2 separate regions of the Gossypium hirsutum genome follow, and region 2 is linked to region 1. Evidence: chromatin contacts called from public Hi-C data. All regions are on one chromosome and are shown on one strand. Each heading gives the region's core, a stretch centred on a gene start, on an enhancer-like site or on the middle of the called end of the contact. The rest is flanking DNA. Distances are from core to core; before and after follow the strand shown.

Region 1 (7,100 bases), core at 2,052-4,551:
GTATAAGAAAAATGTTTGGAAAACGAAGAAAGAAAGAGATTGGAAATGATTTCACAGCTAGAAATAAACAAACTATTACATTCCTAATACTGGAAATAAAAACGGGGATGTTAAAATGTTAGTGAACTTGAAATTCCAAAATTATTCATCTCATCTAAAGAAAAAAGGGCCATTGAATCATTTAACAACTGCAGGAAAACCTTTCTGAACTTATTAAGAGCCAACTGTCTATAGAACAGTACCTGCGGTGGCCTTCAACTACCTTAGCCATGTTTCCATCATATGTAGGAATAAAAATATCACTCTCCAATGAAACAAGGTAATCTAACGCGGCCATCTGGGATGAATGATTTTGAAAGAACCCAAGGTCTGATGGCTCCAATAGAGTCTCCTTTCTAACCTGTTTCAACAAAGAAAATGGACATTCATTGATACCAGAGAAACAAACTTCAAAACGTATTACATTATGTTTGCTGAACTTCTACCTACTTACCAATTTTGGATAAGCTGCAGCAAGAGTAGCCATTCTCCTTTGTCCGCCATATATTTCACCGGCTGCAATATAGATTTGGTAACTGTTATCTATGTCCAATGCCCTCAAAATAAGGGCAGTTTCCTCAGGCGTCAAAGGGCAGAAACCATCTTTCCTTTTCAAGTCAGAGTTTATTATTTTTTCTTTCCACCATGGATAAGCATATCTAGCAACATGGTTGTGACAATTAGATTAAAGTTTGAAATTTAGGGCAGCTGATCAGTAAATTGCTCAACATCTTGTATGGCTCACCTCATTCTTGTCAACTCCTCCACCTCCTCAGTGTTGCAACCTTGGGTACAGCCAGAAAATGCTAACATGTCCATTTCATATCTAAGGTGAAGTACAATAAAAGGACCATTTTGCCTCAGAAGCTTAACAACTCGTTTCCCCAACTCCTCTATCTGGGAAGTGAATCTCAAAGCACTAAAATTTACACGACATCGCAGCTTCTGAATATCTAAAGGCTGCCCATTGTTGGCAAGTCGAGTATCAGTTTTATTCAAATGTACAACTTTATACTTCTTTATCAGAGGAAGAATCTGCATGAAATAGAGATCAAACATATTACTTTAAGATGAGTCTTGGAGGAAGGAAAAGAACTGAGGAAGCATAAAAAAAATTTTAAAAAATGAAGAATGAACCAAGCTAAATTATAGTAAAACCAAAATAGGTCTAGGTCGAAAGGTAATGACAAGGAATTAACCTGGTTATGGTAGTAGGATATATCCGACCAACTAATTGGTGGCATAGAATACACTATCCCCATTTCTACTCTCCTCTTAAGCCTAGGAGGCAACTCCTTCAATATACGGACCTCATCTCTCAATGACATAATGAAATGATCCACGTCAAATATATCTTGAAATTCACTGCCATAAAAGGTAAATGCATATTTAGAGATAAGTGAGAAAAATAAACTCAGTTGAAAACTACCAGTAATATATTTTAAACATCCTTTCCAAATCCATACATGCACAATATCTAATGGCTTCAATCATATGAGCAAAGCTTATTTAACACACCTGGGATCTGACCAGAAAGATGTTTTATCCAGCTCCGGGACTATAAGTGTGACATTCAAATATCTTGCAATGGTAACCATGTCACAAATCTGTTAAGCAACACCCCCACCCCCCCCCAAAAAAAAAAGAAAGAAAAGAAAAGAATACAGCATCAGTTTCCATATAGATTTGAAGTAAAAACAACCCATGAGCATACACAATCTAGAAAAATGTTGAAAAGAAAGAAAAAAGAAAGAAAAGGAATGGAACAAGAAATGCGTTTAGAGTTCTTTGCTAAAGCACTCACTGCTGCTCGCATTTGATTGAGACCTCCATTGCAAGAAACCATCAAGTAACCATTGTTCTTATATACCCCTAAAGTAACAACAAAACATCATATATCAATTTAGAGTTCAAAATTCCTAACCAGAACACATAAAGCAAGTCGCCACCGATCCCTAAAACTGAAATGGAAAAAAAATGGAAGCAAAAGTAACAATATATTAAAATAAAAGTACAAATTTGAAATTTTCAAGAGATAAACGATCTCAAATTTCAAACAAACATATGCCACAACAAGAAAAGGATAGAATTCCACAAAACGAAGACATAAGATACGAACATTGGAACCAGTAAATTGATACAAGTTCAATCCGTATGACTATATAAAAGGAAAGCTTCAATGAAAGCGCATAGAAATCTCCAAGAAATCTATCATTGTGTACATTGATTTTCTTCTCCTCAAATAGGAATGCAGATAAGGATAAAAAGGATAAACCCATTCCTTCTTTTCCATTAAAGACAAGCTCAAAATTTTTCTCCGATTTAACCCCAAAAAAGGCCTAATAAAGAATAACTACATCAAAATCAGCAGAAATTTGAGTAAAAAAAAGGTGGAAAATCTTACTTTTGGGAGGAAGAACACGGGCAGGAACGGAGGGAACCTTATCTTCAACAACGGAAACGGAAGAATCCTGGTGAGAAAAACAGGAAGGCCAACCTTTAAGGAGATGCGGACCCCAAGTATCCCCCAAGGCCGTTAATTGTACGATGCAAGTCCAAAGCATCACCGATGTGGTGGCGCGTATCATCCACAGCTTCGTTCTCGAGCTCTTCAACTTCTCAACTCTCTCCCCTCCGCCGCCTCCTCCCCCTTTCGTTGCCCCCATTCTTATCCCTCTCATTTTCCCTTTCCCCTTCCCTTCAATACTGCACATTTCCAGCAATAACCCCGATTTCCACCCTCCTCATCTCCCCCCCGATACGCCACCGTCTTCTTCCTGTCAAATTCAATCAATGTAGGTCGATTTTCAGAAAATCTGCATCTAATTTAACAAAAACCTTTTCCTTTCTTTTCTTTCTATTTTCCGACAAATTTCGAGATCCGTTAACTTCCAAAACAACATCAACAACAACAAAATAATTCAAAATCAATCAAAGAGATCCAATTTTTTTCCTCCTCTTGCCAAATGAAACTCTTAACAACTCAACCAATTCCAATCGAATATTAAACAGTATTTTCCCGAAACAAAAAACAAAAAAATCCTTCTCTTCCTCGGCGATCTAATCACTTTTCCGTCGAAAATTGTCGTGGAATGGCCGTTGAAACTCCTGCCTGTCTTCAAGTATAAGCGAATCGAGAAAATATAGAGAAATCTGAATAGAGAAGGAAGAAAAAAATTAGAAATGAGAATATACTGCAGACTACAATGCGATCGAGAGAGAGAAAAAACGGGATGTGAGCCGTACACCGTTGGGCTTGGGTACACTTTTTTAACCATAGTTTTCTTGAATCTAAAAGGATTTGTTGACTAGTGTTAGCTGTCGACCACAGTCCATGGTTAACTCCTTTTTTACCAATAAATACCTGCCACCTCAGTTTATGTCTGAATGGGCCCAACATTTACCCTACGTGGCTGCTTTCAACTGGGTTTTATAAAACTACAGGTGTCCACGTCCCAGGAATGGGAGTTCATCCGTCGCCGTTAGATTTGTAATGGGCATTAATTCAGCTGCCGATACGCCGACAATATATCGCGAGAATTTCTGTAGGTGCGAATATACCGCGACAATTATCCTTAATTTGTTCAAAGATTTCTTTAAAAAAAGTAATTCATTTAATTAATATTTTCAGCATTTAATTCTTTTTCCATGAAACAAAATAATAAGAAATTTTGTTTGTAATTAACAGAAAAGAAAAGTAATTATTTTGACGCTATGTATTAATATTTCAATTAATAAAAACTCGAATTATCCTTTTCAAAATAATCAAACACCAACTATTATTTATTTAGTAAAGATAATATTACCAATGAGAGTGTAATCATGTATAAAACATATGACTGTCTTTTCTTACATTTTATTTTTATTTAGATACATCCACACATAATTTTAAACTCTCATCAATGATACTATTATCTATTAATAAAAATAGGTATTTGTAAAAGTTTTTTTTGGGTATATTTTTATATTTTTTAATTCTTTATTTCATTAATTAAAAGTTTATGTTATTTTTTTAATATTTTATTTGTTAATTATTAAAATAAAATATTTGAAATAATATTTTTTATTAGATTTTATTTTTAAATCATCAAGATCAATATTAAAAGCTTGTTTAGTAGTGCTTCAAAAAATATTTTTGACTCCAAAAATACTTTTAGAAGAAAAATTATGCTAAACAAACTGCTTTTGACTGAAATTTTTTACTTTTCAAAAATACTTTTGAAAAGCACTCCCAAAAGTATTTTTGGAACTTAATTACTTTTTCACCCCTCCAATAACATAGTACTTTCCTTTCTTCTTTTTTTCTTTGATACTTAATTACAAATGTGTTAAAATCATTAATTAAATATAACAAATCTAAAATAATACAAATGTGTTAATATCTAATTACAAATATTTAATGGTTATATTTAAATATTTAAAATATAGTTTATATATTCTAATTAAATTTTATAAATAATTAAATTTATTGCTTAAAAATATTTAAAATTTATATTTCATATATTAAAATATTAACAACAAGTTATAATAACTTTTTTTTATATTCTTACTAAATATAATAATATTAACTAATTTAAATATTATTTAAATGCATATTTGTTTATTGATAACAACATGTCTAAAATGAACATTTTATTTCTCAAAATTATTTTTTGACAGCAATGCTGAATACTCAAATCTTAAACCAAACTTTTCAAAAATACTTCTCAAAAGCACTTTTCTATTGTACTTTTCACAAGAATTACTAAACTAGCCCTAAGTGGTGTTGGAAACTTTGACTTGCCCTATCTCATTTTATGTTCTAACAACAATTAGAACAAACTAGTTTATAGCAGGTAAAGATTTTGTGTTGGCATATTTGTTTGTGTTAATTTTATTTAAGCCTTATATAAAATTGTTTTGTACAACAAATGGATTGGTAATTCATTGCAATAATAACTAGACCCATGTGTTGTGTTTTAGGCCTAGTTTAGGAATGCTTTTCAAAAGTGCTTTTGGAAAAAAAAACACTTCTAGGGAGAAGCTAAAATTTTCAACTTTTGGAAAAAAGTGCTTTTAGGCCAATTTTTGGCTTGGGAAAAGCACTTTTTCTCTTAAAAAACAACTTATTTAGGAATTTTTTTGTCCTAAGAAAGCACTTTTGAGAAGCATTCCTAAACTGGCCTTCTAGTTGAATGACTTCTTAAAGAATAAGAAGAGTTTGTGTTATTTTAAGGATTCTATCCTTATCCTGATCATATTATTTGAAGTTGTTGGAAGACTTGTTTGGCAGAGGCTGAGAAAGTGATGGAATTGCCGAAGGTCGAGAGAACAACACCGAAGGTTAGAAGAAATGGGTAAAAGGTCGGGTCAAAGCCAGAAGTTAAGTCAAGGCAATGGATATTAAATTAGGTTTTGGCTTGAAGGGGCTCAGGAGTAATGGGGTTGGTGGGATTCATTAAAGTTGTGGAGTTTGTTGAGTTGGTGGAGTTAGTTAAGTTTGTTAGGTTGAGGGGAGAATCAGTGTGGGAAGAAGCCATAGTTTGGTCCATGCTCACCGCACCAATTATTGATAAAGTGTATCAATAAGAGAGGACAGGAAGAAAAACTGGTAATGCAAATGAGGTCGGTTCACCTAAACAAGAAGAGAGCCGGAGAAGGATAAAAGGAGGAGAAATGTTGTTGCGAAGGTAAAGAAGATTAAATGTAAAGAGTAAATGCTTAAAATTGCTAATGACGAAGAAAATCTCTTTCTCATTGCTATGAAGGGTATTTTTAAGTGAGGTCCTCTTGTTTGGTAGTGGTGACGTGGCAGGTCGTAACCAATGAGTTGTCATCATAGAGTGTGTGAAGGACACATATGGTGGAGCCCATCCTATTATTCTTTTTGAGATAGTATAAGGTTGTTATTTAGGTAGACCCTAGTAGTTCCTAAAAGGAGCGTTCATACCTGGAGAAGTGTTCACACTTAAAAATGAGTGGCCTAGCCATAACAATGGGTGGCTTAATGTTGGAGGTAACTCATTTGGGAGGCAAAACAGACGGTGACGCTTCGAGAGGTGGAGAGTCATTTGCATATGTCTTTTTGGTGTTCCCTCAAAGTGTCACATGTTCAGCCTAGGTGAGGTATAATAATGTTCAATGTACTTTTGCAAATCTTATATGCTACCGTTATATCATTGTAACACCTCTAACTCGTCTCCGTTACCAGATTAGGGTTATGACGTATTACAACATATATCAAAATAATTATCATCATTAAACCATTCATTTATTAATTTAAATAACAACATTCAAATGTAAATTTCATTCATAGCATAATTACATTGACAGGGTCTTAAAAATAGTTTGGGAATAATCATGGACTAATTTGAAACAAAATAGAAAATTATAGAAAATTTTAAAAATTTAGGAAACAAGGGTCACACGACTGTGTGACAAAGCCTAGACCGTGTGGTTCAAGAACATGGCTGTATGGCCAAACTGTGTATAATTTGAAGTAAGGGTCACACAGCCGTGTCACAGCCCGTGTGCTCGCTCGTGTACAAATCGAAATAAGGTCACATGGTCATGTTTCAAACTGTGTAAGTATTCAAAATAAGGTTACACAGTGGTGTCTTCAGGCCGTGTAACAACCTAATACTGTGTGAAAAATCCTACACTTAAAATAAAAAAGACACACAGCCGTGTGAGAAGACCGTATGTGGCAGACAACCATGTGATAGCCAGTGTCCTAGGCTGTGTGCACCTTAAATAGCTTTCAAAACAAGGCAAAAACTTCATCCAAACTTAGGTACCAAGCCAAACAAAAAATAATCATTTCCATACCTTCAAAACATATTGAAACATGCTTAAAACATATCAAAACATTAGACCTAAGTGCCTAACCAATGTGTCCTCATTGACACCACAATTCAATTAACAAACCAAATATACATTTCATATCAAACTAATTTGCATTCAAAGTTCACAAGGCCATACATTAAACTCATGTCAAACTTACCATTTCATCCAATCCATTCACATTCAATCTTACCATATTTCAAACACTTTCATAAGGTCTATATCAAATAGCCAAAAAA
Region 2 (7,100 bases), core at 1,849-4,348, 370 kb before region 1:
AATTAATTTTTCATTTTTCAATTTTTTTTTCAAATTTTTAAGGAACAAACGGACAAATCAAATTCAGAAGAATCCAAAAAATGTGAAACAAATCAAGCCTTATAAAATTGAAAAAAAATTGAGAAACAAATCAAGCCTTAGAAAAATTGATTAAAAACAATATAAATAAGAAGAATTAAGCCTTAGTTTTATTAACAAATCAAGTGATGATGAGGAATCCATCAAATTCGTAGATTGAAATAAAAAATATATATTTTATTTTTTAAAATAAGGTAAAATATAAAACATATTATTACAGTTAAAAGTTTAAATAGAAATCAAAATAATAATTTTTATTAATAAAAATAATATTTCACTAATTGTAGAGAGTCATTTCCCTTAGAACAGCTGAAAGTTTTCCCATCCATGACCCCATCAAGTGGAGCCAAGAACACAACAAGAAATATGAAGTTGCTTCGAACAAGTGAAACTAGCCTATGATGTCAAAGCAACCTTTTCACCTCACTTCGCTGCAACTCCAAGTTGTCTCAACCTATAAAAATTTTTCGAAGCACTTCTGGAATAAATTTTCAAAATCGCAATACAACATGAATCTAGGACTTATGCAAAAACCCAAATGTTAGTTCAATTGGTTCTAACAAGGTTGTATTACTAAGTTTGGGATTTTATTATGAGCATCTATTATCATTCTACTTTCTTCATCATACTCATACATCCTTTGTAAGGACTTCAGCACAATTCAAGATGGAATTCCCAATCAATAAAGGCCACAAATGCAAGATAAACTTGTTGCAACTTAATAAAGTAAACATATCAGGCATAAAGAGTGCATTACTGAAACCAACTTAAAAGATTCACTATACTTAAAAACCCGAAGAGTTACTACAACCAATAAAAACAATGATGTTCAAGCATTATAACGAGTTCTATAATCCCAACCCGTATTGTCTTTTGCGACTTCTTGATACCACACCACCGACATATTTTGTTTTCTCTCATTGAGTTATAAAAAACCCATTTTGATCATGTATGACAGACTAACTAAGAACAAGCCATGCAATTCTTCAGCTGATCACCTACAAAAATCATCCGATATACTCCAGCAAACTTGGTTCATGAACAATCATGTAAACTATGGTAATGGCTACAATAATAAGAAATAACACAAAATCCCGAATTCCTAAACAATCATGTATCTGAGGTAGTTAGGGTCGAATAAAACAGGATTGAAGCAAAATGATAATAGATAATTATTCCAACCAAAAGAACCCTGAAGGTATAATCAAGTCATTGAACATTCTTATACCACAAAAAGGATTAAAAGAACATATAGAATACTTATGAGGCTTGTGAAGAATGACAAGATCCTAAAAATCCATATTGACACTTCCCAAAAACAATATCTACATTCTTAACAACCTAATGCTAAACAAAGCTTCAAAATCACACCAGACCATACATTACCCTTAAAGTGCACGTCCAGCTCTTGTGGACCTTCTCCTTTCATAGTCAGCATCATCTGTTGGCAACTCATGACGACAAACAGGACAGGTATTCCTTATTCCCAGCCAAGGTATAATACAATCTCCATGATAGCGATGAGCACATGGCAGCTGCTTCATCTTTTCACCAAGGTTAACCTCATCCTTACAAACCGCACAAAGCGCATTGTTATTCACAACATCCTCCTGAGTTACGACCACACAAGGAAGATTCTCAACTACAGATTTTGAAGCTGGAGGCTTCCCGATAAATGCATTCTCATTCTCAGCAAACTGTCCGAAAAGCATCTCATATTCAGCAGTATCAATATAGTCATCACGATCAGCAAAAAATGGGTCAGTGTTCTCACCCATTTCGGGGGTTGTTTCCAAATTATTAGCATTCAACAGAACCTCCCACTCCAAAGTCTCCAACCCAGCTGCCCTCTCGAAACTAACCGCATCTTCAGGTGCTATCATAGGGGAAATGGAAAGTGAAACCGAATTCACATCATCATCACCATCAACAAACACGCTTAAAACATCCCTCTCATCAACCCTACCATCCACTTCCTCCCACTCAAAATCTTCAATGGTCTCCCGACGATCCTCCAACTGAAGCGAATCCCAGAAAAGTGGAATACTAACACTCACATCATCATCAGCACCAACATCATAACAATCGTTAACATGATCATCAATACCATAATCATCCCCAGAATTCAAATCAATTGCGAGCGTCCGGTTATCATTCTCATTCTCATCATCATCCTCCGAATCTGATCTAAACCCAACAATCCGCATGCTATCCCCAAACCTCTCAACGCCACTAAAATTAGAAGCGGCCTCACTAGCACTCAACCCTGAAACCCTCCTTTCCACAAAGAAATGGTCGTCCTCATATTCACCGCCACCAATATCAATCTCAACATCACTCGAATGAGTATCCATGGAATCAAACCCTAACGCCAACCCTAAATCCAGCTCATGATTTCCCTCAATAACACCGAAACCGGATTCGCTCAAAGCATCGGAAACCAAATCAGCCGCATCATTATTGCTAGTATTATTACCATTTCCGTTACCAGAATTGGAATTGTTATTGGGGGTAGTACCGGAACTAACCTGAGATTGTTCGACGCGTTGGTGGAAGAGATCGATGACGAAGTTGACTTGGTTCTCGCGGCGGTCGAAGAGATCGGGGCCGTTGACAATGAGGGAATCGGGGAGCGAAACGTCGTCGTCTGGGCGAGGGAGATCGGCGTCGGGGGAAGAGAAGAAGTGGAAATCACGAGACCAATAAGGGAGGGAATCGAGGGTGAGGGTTTGTTCGTGCTGGTGGTGATGATGGTTGTCCCGAACGAGTTCGTCTTCTGGGTCGTGAAGGTGAAGGAAAGTCACCGACGCCATGATTTTTTTTATTTTTTATTTTGTAAGTGAAGAGAACCAGAAAAATAAAATTAAACAAAAGGATTGAACTTAATATCTTACGTTTTCGGCATCATTCTAATGGCGAGAGAGGTAACGCTAAACGGGAATTGTTCTAGGTAAGGAAATTACATTATTGTCCTATAATCTATGCTTTTTACACAAACTTTTCATTAAGTCCGCTGTTACGGATCAAATGCCACGAATTTATTTCTAAAACACGGCTTTAAATAGTTTTCCCTTTTTTTTTAAAAAAGATTATGGGAAAGGAAATGAAGAAGACTACAACACTATGTTTGGTTGGAAGGAATAGCAATGTATTACAGCCTAATTCAGGGGGTCTATCTCAAATTATTATTTGGTTGGTTGTAATAAATTATTATAATTCTATTCCATATGACTTTATTCAATGTGAAAATCTAGAATACCATTCGATACTCTTCCCATCGAATGGTGATTCAGGGAACGGTTGAAGTAACAAATTAACCAACATTTTAATTTTACCCTCACCATCCTCTCTTCTTTCCCACCTTTGAATTTCTTTTCTTTTCTTTTTTTCCCATGCTTCTTCCCTCCTCCACGGTAATTATCAATAAATTTCTAACTTCATCTCTTTTTCCCTTAATTTAAACCCTTTCATTTAATTTTATTTCCTCCCAACCCTTTTTGTACTGTCGAGACCTTTTGTTTTTGAAATTGTCTTTTATTTGAAGAAAACGAAAATGGAGTCGCCATCAATCTTTTTTATAAGATGTGATCAGGTCACCTAGAAATATGATTATTTTAATAAAAGTTTAGATTTACTAAAACTATGATTTTTGGTCTACAAAATCCAGGAGGAGTCAGTTATGCATAAGGAAGAATTAACACCCTCGTAACACCCAAAATTGGTACCTAGTTGACTAATTGATCTCTTATTGTCGAGAATTGAAATTTTGAAAATAATTTAAAACACGATCCCTTTTTGATACATTACTTAACTAAATTAATTTTTACAAAAAGGGGCTTATTTCAAGTTAATCGAGAAGAAAGGATCATGTCCCGTAAGTTAGGACACAATGCCTTAGATCCTCGAGAATAAGAATGAACGCCATTTGATCATCACTTAAATCTTGTTTATTTTTATTTATTTTAGAGTAAATGTTCGGCTATCTTGGTTTTAGAAAGAAGTCATATTCCGTAAGTTAAGAACACGACTTTTCTAATTCCAAAATAATGAATATTACCTCGATTTTTAAAAATTCTTTTTTGTGCCTTGTGCAAAGACGAATTTAATACTTAAAATAATGTATATTTAGCTTATGCAGGCATAGTATATAAATGGGTAAATATATTTGAACATGGTTCGTGACATGATTGTAGCCATAATAAAATTAAATGGAAGTATAAAAAAATAAAATGATGGTATACTGAAATAAAAGTGTCGTGCTAGTAAATGACAATGCAACATCAATTTGTAGTAATAATGGCATGATAATCATACGCATAATAAAATATAAAAGTATAATGATAATAATAATAATAATAGTAATAATAATAACAATAACATGAACAATAAATGTGCAAGTAAAAAAACGTAAATAATCTAATTTTTGAAAGTATAAAAAAGTAATAAATAAACAAATAATAATGATAATAAAGCCAAAAGAAAAAAATGAAGAAAATAAAATAAAAAACGCACAATAAATACAAAAACAAATCAATTTTAAATATAAACAGAGGAAATAATAAGTAAATAAATAAATAAAATAAAAAATAATACATAAAAAATTTAGACAGGGCCGAAATTAAATAAATAATGATTAAATCGACATTGAAATGAAATTAAGAGTCTAAATTGTAATAAAATAAGTGCATAAATATAAGGACTAAATAGAAACTTAAGTAGAATTTTAGGGGGGAAATTGGGATAAAAATAAAAATAAGGCACTAAATCGTAACACACGAAATAAAAGAGGGACCAAATGCAAAAATATTCCCTGTCCCAAAACACGTCGTTCCTTAAGGGACCAAATTGAAACAAAATCAAAATCATAAGGTAGAAATTTTTAAAAAAATGATTGAAAAATAATTAAAAAAATCGAAGGTCTAAAGGCGCAATTAGACCCTCCTTTAAAAAAACACGCAGATCCTATTGGGTTAGGTTGGATCGGTTTCGACCCAAAACGACACCGTTTTGGGGTTTAAGGAAACATGCCAAAACGACACTGTTTCCTAACCCTATTTAAGTTAAAAAGTTTTCAAATTTTCATTTTTAAACTGTTTAAAAAAAACTGAAACCATTTTATTTTTTCTCTAAAATCGCCTAGGGTCTGGCCATCGGCGCCATCATGGACTGCCGCGGTGGCCACCAATCACCGACAATGGCTTCATTGTTCTCGGTGGCCGAAAAACCCTAAAAAACCTTTTTTTAGCCCCTCTCTTCGAATAGAACACAGATCCGGGGTTGTAACATCGAAAAGAGCCACCGTTCGACCAAAACCCAGAGGGACCGTTCAGTTTCTCGCTCTCTTTGACACAATTTCAGGTGAATCCCTAAGGATTCAACCGCCTTATATGGCAGTGAGGGTCACCGACTACGGCGGTGAAAGGTAGAACGACAGGTGCGTTTCTTTTTTATTTTATTATTTTATATATATATGCAATAACAAACTCGAAAATAGAAAAATAAAAAGATCGCCTTTTGAAGTTTTTTTTTATTTTTGTACTTCGACTGTTTTTCTTTTTTTTTGTATATTTTTTAGTAAAAAAATCATTACAATCTGGTTATGGCTTTTATAGCCATATGTTTCACTGCTCGTTACATTTTTTATTTTTTTCTCTACTATTCCTTGCATGTTCTTTGCCTTTTTTGCAGGTGATGATTGACGACAGTGGCAGAGCAGTTAGTGGTGGCAGGCTAGGGTGTGGCACTAGGTTTTTTTTCTGAAAACAGTTTAGGCTGTTGGGCTTGTAACTTTGGGTTAGGGTTTTTTTGTTTTGGGCTATTTAGGTAGTGTATTGGGCCTGACATGTAATTGGACTTTGGGATTGTTAATTTTTATTTTTTTTATTTTTGGTTGTTATTTAGGGCCCAGACAAAATTGGGCTTCTACAGCTGCCCCTCTTTGCTCATTGTTGTGTAACAAGAATAGAGCAAAGACTTTAAGAAAGACCAATTTTTTGTGGTCTTGCCGAATCTCGACTTCTTTAGTACTCCTCTTTTTCAAGTAGCTTCATTCTAACCCACTGTAACTTCAAAGTATCGCTTCAATCTACTGTACTGCAACTTTAGGGAGATGAGATTTGTATCTTTAATTTGCTCCACTACAACTTCAGAGAGATAAGACTTGTAACTTCAATCTACTCCACTACAACTTCAGAGAGATGAGAATCGTATCTTCAATCTGCTCCACTATAACTTCAAGGAGATAAGATTTGTAACTTTAATTTGCTCTACTGCAACTTTAGATATATAAGATTTGCTATCTTCAATCTGCTCCACTGCAACTTCAAGGAGATAAGATTTATAACTTGTAGCTTTAATCTGTTCCACTGCAACTTCAGGAAAATAAGATTCGCTATCTTCAATCTGCTCCACTGTAACTTCAGGGAGATGAGATTTGTAACTTCAATTTACTCCATTGCAACTTCAGAGAGATAAAGTTTGTAGCTTTAATCTGCTCTATTGCAACTTCAGAGATATAAGATTTGCTATCTTCAATCAGGTCCACTGCAACTTCAAGGAGATTAGATTTGTTATCTTCAATCTGCTCTACTGCAACTTTAGTGAGATGGGATTTGTAACTTCAATCTACTCCACTGCAACTTCAGGGAGATAAGGTTTGTAGCTTTAATCTGCTGTACTGCAACTTTAGAGAGATAAGATTTGCTATCTTCAATCTACTCCACTACAACTTCAAGGAGATAAGATTTGTAACTTACAGCTTTAATCTGTTCCATTGTAACTTCAGGGAAATAAGATTCGCTATCTTTAATTTGCTCCACTGTAACTTTAAAGAGATGAGACTGGTATCTGCAATCTACTCCAGTACAACTTGAGGGAGATAAGGTTTGTAGCTTTAATTTGCTCTACTATAACTTCAGAGAGATAAGATTTACTATCTTCAATCTGCTCCACTGCAACTTTAGGGAGATAAGATTTGTGATTTCACTGATCTGTTACGCTGTTCTCTAGGGAACATGACCTAT

What was found. A called contact is a pair of places that touch in the nucleus more often than the background predicts.
Region 2: a Hi-C map of anther shows a contact between it and region 1, with 2.7 times the contacts expected there. The contact joins the promoter of LOC107887071 here to the promoter of LOC107887075 in region 1. A contact is called at or near these places in 3 of 34 Hi-C or Micro-C datasets (anther, hypocotyl and leaf).

The regions. Positions count from the first base shown.
Region 1 is chrA03:20,366,721-20,373,820 of Gossypium_hirsutum_v2.1, reverse strand. It overlaps LOC107887075 (rhamnogalacturonan I rhamnosyltransferase 1), which reads right to left and starts at 3,301. Exons shown (of 8, transcript XM_016811205.2): 1 at 2,444-3,301; 2 at 1,844-1,911; 3 at 1,558-1,646; 4 at 1,239-1,404; 5 at 785-1,074; 6 at 494-698; 7 at 243-400. The coding sequence starts at 2,753.
Region 2 is chrA03:20,734,908-20,742,007 of Gossypium_hirsutum_v2.1, reverse strand. LOC107887071 reads right to left here and starts at 3,098. Exons shown (of 1, transcript XM_016811200.2): 1 at 1,227-3,098. The coding sequence starts at 2,891. The coding sequence ends at 1,467.